Linked DNA regions of Columba livia: region 2 is linked to region 1. Evidence: chromatin contacts called from public Hi-C data. All regions are on one chromosome and are shown on one strand. Each heading gives the region's core, a stretch centred on a gene start, on an enhancer-like site or on the middle of the called end of the contact. The rest is flanking DNA. Distances are from core to core; before and after follow the strand shown.

What was found. A called contact is a pair of places that touch in the nucleus more often than the background predicts.
Region 2: a contact with region 1 is called in a Hi-C map of crop, with 2.6 times the contacts expected there. The contact joins the enhancer-like site here to the promoter of SLC4A9 in region 1. A contact is called at or near these places in 2 of 2 Hi-C or Micro-C datasets (crop and liver).

Annotation. Positions count from the first base shown.
Region 1 is chr14:16,690,717-16,693,718 of bColLiv1.pat.W.v2, reverse strand. SLC4A9 (solute carrier family 4 member 9) reads left to right here and starts at 1,427. Exons shown (of 21, transcript XM_021289176.2): 1 at 1,427-2,191. The coding sequence starts at 1,923.
Region 2 is chr14:16,732,469-16,735,194 of bColLiv1.pat.W.v2, reverse strand. The region is part of intron 3 of PFDN1 (prefoldin subunit 1); the gene reads right to left. Among named protein-coding and RNA genes, the nearest start is that of PFDN1, 28 kb to the right of the region's middle. Within about 2 kb of position 1,299, at least 1 of the 3 cell types and tissues checked has an H3K27ac peak away from gene starts, as active enhancers do.

The DNA of each region.
Region 1 (3,002 bases), core at 178-2,677:
TGGCAACCCCCCTGCTCACACCCTCCTTCTTGCTCAGACTTGACTTTTGCAATTGTTTGCTGGATGTTTTTCCTTCCGCCTCCTCTGTCCGTCAGAAGCCTGAAAACCTTTGGCAGCAGAGCCAGGAGGGTCAGTTCTGGCCTGGCCAAAGGGCTGTGTTCGTGGGGAGCCCCACACGGTGGCTCCCCAGTAGGCCCTTCCATGGGGATAGGGTTTTCCCCCCTGCCAGTTCACCAGGACATCCCCGAGGCTGGGTGTGCATGGGCAGCGTGCACAGGCAGTGTTTGCTGGCTGACCTGGCACCTCGGGAGAGGGAGGCATTGGCTCACGTCAGCTGCCAGGGAGGCTGCTGGCACATAAGGCTGGTAGTAGGCAAGGGCAGGGGGGCTGCAGGCTACCTTCCTGCCTGCCTCCCTGCCTCTGCCTTGCTGCCTTCTGCTGCCTGTTCCCCTTTGCCTGCCTTGCCCCCAGCCTGCAGTCTCAGCCCCGACCTGTCCCCATGCTCCACCCTCCCTCCACCACCCTGTCCGCAACTCACACCCCTCCTGGAGGATCTGGGGGTCTCTAGAGGCCGGGGCTTAAGCCAAACCCAGTGCCACACGGCATGGGGATGCCTCAGCACCCCAGGGTGCCCTGGCGTGGCTTTGCCCCCGCTGTGCCGCAGGCTGCTGCCTTCACCCCTCCTGCCTACAGTGCAGGGGCAGAATGAGGCCAACCCCATTTGGCAGCTGGTGATGTTGGAGAGAAGCTGTTTGTGCGGCTGGAAGGAGCCCTGGGAGTCAACCATGGGGCAAGGGATGGACATGGAGGAGGTTCGGTTGTACTTAGCAATAGTGGTGTTGATGGGGAGGGGTGTCCCCCACTGCCTTCCCCAGGGCTGGATCCAGCACCAGCAACTCCTCAGCCTCAGCTCCCGGCCCATCTGCTGTGAGACAGGTACTAGCACCCTGGGGACCAGGGTGTGCCCACCCACACTCCCCCGAAACATGACTTTGGCTGTGGTGGTGCCTGGCCCCATGCCAGGCTGCTCCTGGGGCTCAATCCTGCCCAGATCTGGTGGGTTCCAGCACAACCCACCCATGCTGGCTGTGTGTTTGTGTTGCCTGCCGCCGTGTTTGCACTGCACACAACCTGGCTGTTTGTTTGCAAAGAGCCAAGGGAGCCAAGCCTGGTGACAGCGACAGCAGGCATGCTGCAGGCAGAGCAGGCACAGGGCATTGCTCTCCACCGGCAGCACCTTGCTGGCCACTGCATCTCCCTGTGCCTGGCAGGGTGATGAGGCTGTGCCGCATCCTTCCTTCCCACACGCTCTGCAACATCCGCTCGCGCACCGCAGCCCACGCGGTTGCCCTCCACACGCCAGGGTGGCTGCAGCCCTGATGCACTCCTGGTCCTTGCCATGGGTCCCACCACCAGCAGCCCCCTCTTGCCCCACTCTGGATTTCCTCAGCAGTGACACATCCTTCCCCAGCACATGTCCCCACATCCTCTTTCTCGGGAAGAGCTGCCAAGTGCTGTCCCTCCTGCCATGGGCACATACACCCTGGCGCAGGCACCAACGCTGCCACTGGCTATCCAGCATTGGCCTTGCCATCCCCTCACCGAAGCCTTGTGGGGTGCAGGAGGACTTGAGGAGACCCTGCGCCCCAGAGTGCAAGTGCAGCTTTGTCCATGCGAGCCCGTAGAAGGAGGCAGGAGGGTCCCCAAGTTGGCAGCTGGGGATGGTAGGAGCCAGCCACACTGGGACCCGCCAGGCTGACCTGTGTTTTGGGATCGTTGTTTTGGGCTTGGCTCCCGTTTATTTCTTTGTGGCCAGTTTAAACTGGTTTGCAGCTTTTATAAGTTGTGGGATGAGTGGGATCCTGTGAGTGCGGGCAGCTCCAGAAGGGAGCCCACACCTGTGGCTGCTGGAGCTGTTGGCCATGAGAGCCCACGTGCCTGGGGCGCAGGGAGCAGCTCTCCAGGCAGCAGATGCCAGCTCACAGCCCGGACCAGAGGAGAGCAAGCCCGAAGCTGCCTACCATGCTTTTGGCTGCAGCATCTTCCCCTCCAGCATGGCTCCAGCAGCCGAGCGAGCTGGTGCCACCCTGCAGCGGGAGGAATGGGGGGACATCACCTACCCAGTGCTCTTCATCCAGCTCAACCAGCTCTTCAGCACCCCAGCCGGGCTGGAGTGGAGAGAGACAGCCAGGTAAGCACAACTGAAATGGCCAAGCTGCCTAGTGATGCTTTGGAAGCCCAGCCTTCAAAAGCCCAGCTCTGATGGAGCCCACGGCATCTCCAAAGGTTGGTGGTTCCTCAGACTCAGCCCCGAAACAGGGCTGCTTGCTGCCCTCTGCTCCCATCAGTGCCCACACTGTTTCTGCCTGGCTCAAGTTGACTCATTTCACGGGAGAGGGCAAAGTGTCAGGCAGTGACCTGCACAGGCAGAGCGCCCTTGCCTTTGCTTCTGCCTTTGCTGCCTCTCCAAGGCTCCAGTGGCTGCACTGGGACTGGGAAAGTGTTCTGATGCTCCCCAGATCCAGCATGTCTCGGAAGGTGACCAGGGAGGTAGGTCAAGGCAGGCTTGGCTGCTGGACAATGGGGCCCAAAAGAGAGGAGCTGGGGCCAGCTGGGTGCTGGTGTGGGGCAGGCTGCGATGTGCCCACACCCCACACCACTCCTCTGAAGCTCGACAGGGGCACAGGAACATGGGTAGCGGGGGTCTGGGGGTAGTGATAGGTCTGCCTCAGGGGTCAGAGGGTCTGGGGGGGCAAAGCCACTGAGCTGTGCCTATGACAGGTCTCCCCAGCACCCAGCCCTCTCCCCCCAGCACAGCTGCCTGTCAGCGGGAGCCTGCTCTGCCGGGCACGCTGTCCCCGTGCAGCACGCTGAGCCACCCCGCAGCACTGCGCCCACCCATGGGGACAAAGGGAAGCTCTGTCTGCACCCAGCGTTAAAATATTTGGCACAGGCTGAGCGTGGCAAGCAGCTCAAGACATTTCTGTTCTGACTCCAGCAAG
Region 2 (2,726 bases), core at 50-2,549, 42 kb before region 1:
CTTTCCAGGGCCCTTCCAAACCCTGACATTCTGGGATTCTGTGAAAATGCTGCTCTGCGCTGCTCCCCCAGCTGCAGAAGGCTGGAGCAGAACAGCACCCATGGGTGCAGCCTGCAGCAGAAATACCCCCTGGCCTGTGCCAACAGCACCCTATTGCTATGGGGGGCAGGCAGAGGGGGCTTCTGTGTGGGCCAGAGGACACTGCCCCTGCCAGGTGGTGCTCCCTTGCCAGCCTCCCCTGCCGGGACCCACAACTGAAGGAAAATCCACCCGCACACAGGACAGTCCTGCTGCCATCACTCCCCATCCATCGGCTCACAGCAGACCTGCAGTGACACTTGTGCACACTCAGCTGAAATGCCCGTGCCATGAGGACATCTCTTCTCGCCTCACTGCTAAGTACTAAAGGGCTTTTGTCTAAACAGTAAAGGTTGCTAGCGACAGCTAGGGCCGTGGGTACACCAAAGGGTTCCTTGTCCCTCTCACGCGGTCCCTCTTGCTTACAAGAGCTGCTTTTCAGGAAACCACCAGGAAAGGAGGCGCAGCGGGGGTTCCCACTGCCGGCAACTTGCTGACGCACGAGCAGCACTCCTGCCACCGCCACCCCTTCTCACGCTGCCCGGACCGACGCCGGGGGATGTCACATCTAAGGAACCAATCTGAAGGCTGCACGAGGAGACAGGTCACATAAAACCTGTGTATGCCTGAGCTCCTCCTCACTCTGTTGAATTCCGTGTGTTCATTTATTACTAAAGCATTTTTTAATGCAATTAATTTATGAAATGGTTCTGGCTCCCCGCCCCTGACAGTGAGGGACCCTGAGCACTAACGTGGCCTGATGCAGCGCAGGTGCATTCACGGCTGCCACAGCCCATGCACAGGGCTGCTGCATGGCAGAGGGACATGGTTTAATGCCATTTCTTAAGCACCACCTGCAGCCCCAGGCAGCTGAGGATTCAGGGAAATTGTATTTCCTTCAATCACTCTCCTTGGTCATGTAGCTTCTGGGGCAAGAGGATCTGGGCTGGTCCTGATGCTTTTACCCCTTCCTTCCACAAGTCAGCTCCAGGGAGACCGATTTCCAAGCTTAAGGAGCATCCCTTGAGCATCACGGGAAACCTGCAGCTGGGGGCTGCAAACTTCTGAGCTCTCCTGCAGGCACAGCAGCTGGCTCTCACTCCAAATAACAGCCCGGAGCAAGGGGGGGCGAGGAGCAGATGGTCACTGCATTTTCTGAGACAGTGTACGTCTCTGAGGAGCTGTGGCTTCAGTTTTGCTTTGGTAACCACAGGAGAAAGAGCAGGAGGTTGCGTGCAAACCCCTCCTCACCGCTATTACTGGGGTCTAGACAGGAAACTCCGTCTGTCCCTGGTCGCCTTCCCGGGGAGCAGCGCGGTGAGCAAGCGGGCTGACACGCACGGCCCAGCCACGCCAGCTCCGCCTGAGATCTGCGCAGCTCTGAGCTCTCGCCGGAGGCTGCGCTGCTCCAGCCACGAGTGCCGGGCCGGCGGGCCCTGCTCCCTGCGGCCCGAGCACCACCGCAGCCACCAACTCACGTGTCCACGATGGCCTGCAGCCCTAGATAACCCCACGTCCTCTGACCCCGCGTTCTGGCTGCTAGGTTTTACATCATCACCCAGTTAGCTGCATATATTTTCCTGTGAAGGTGTGTTCGCTGCTTCAAGTGTTAATTCTCTGTTGGCTGTGCCAAGGCAAGTGCAGCTAGCAGGGAATTTCCAGTGCAATGCCAGAACTGTACTGCTGGTTTTGGTCCCTCAGGAAAGCAAAGGTGCTGCTCTCCACAGCATCTGATGTTACTTCCACACCAGTAACTCCAGTCAGGAGCCCAACAGGACAAGGCAGCACACTGTCCCTGCACAGCAAGCCACACAACCTACAAGCTGTAGATCGAGAGCCCCAACCTGCTCCCCACGCCAGCAGTGTTGTACACGGCCCCCGCCCACCCACCCACCAGTTCCTGGCCAGACAAGGTGGTTACTCAAACCAGCAAGAGATACCATGGCCTGAGTCATGGACTCTCAGGGCAGGACTGAGAAAGGAGACTTGCTCTGGGAAGGTGACAGGGTAAAGGTGACACAGAAAAGCGTGATCTCCCAGCGCACAATCAGGACCACGCTCTGCAGGGAGGACGGGCAGTGCCACGGGGTGCTGGGGTCGCCCCAGCAGCTGCATGGAGAGCGTGGCCAGGCAGGAAGGGGAACACACAGACAGCGCAGCGGGAAGGGACTGTTCTGTCAGCAGCTGGGGCAAGTTCAGCCTCATGGTTCATGGCCACCACATCCACTTGCTAGATATTTATTTACCACACTGCAAAACACACTTTGAGTGTCACAGAATCCCAGAATGTCAGGGGTTGAAGGGCCCTGGAAAGCTCATCCAGTGCAATCCCCCCATGGAGCAGGAACACCCAGATGAGGTTACACAGGAAGGTGTCCAGGCGGGTTGGAATGTCTGCACAGAAGGAGACTCCACAACCCCCTGGGCAGCCTGGGCCAGGCTCTGCCACCCTCACCGGGAACAAGTTTCTTCTCAAATTTAAGTGGAACCTCCTGTGTTCCAGTTTGCACCCATTGCCCCTTGTCCTATCTCTGGTTGTCACCAAGAAGAGCCTGGCTCCATCCTCCTGACACTCACCCTTTATATATCTGTAAACATGAATGAGTCCCCCCTCAGTCTCCTCTTGTCCAGCTCCAGAGCCCCAGCTC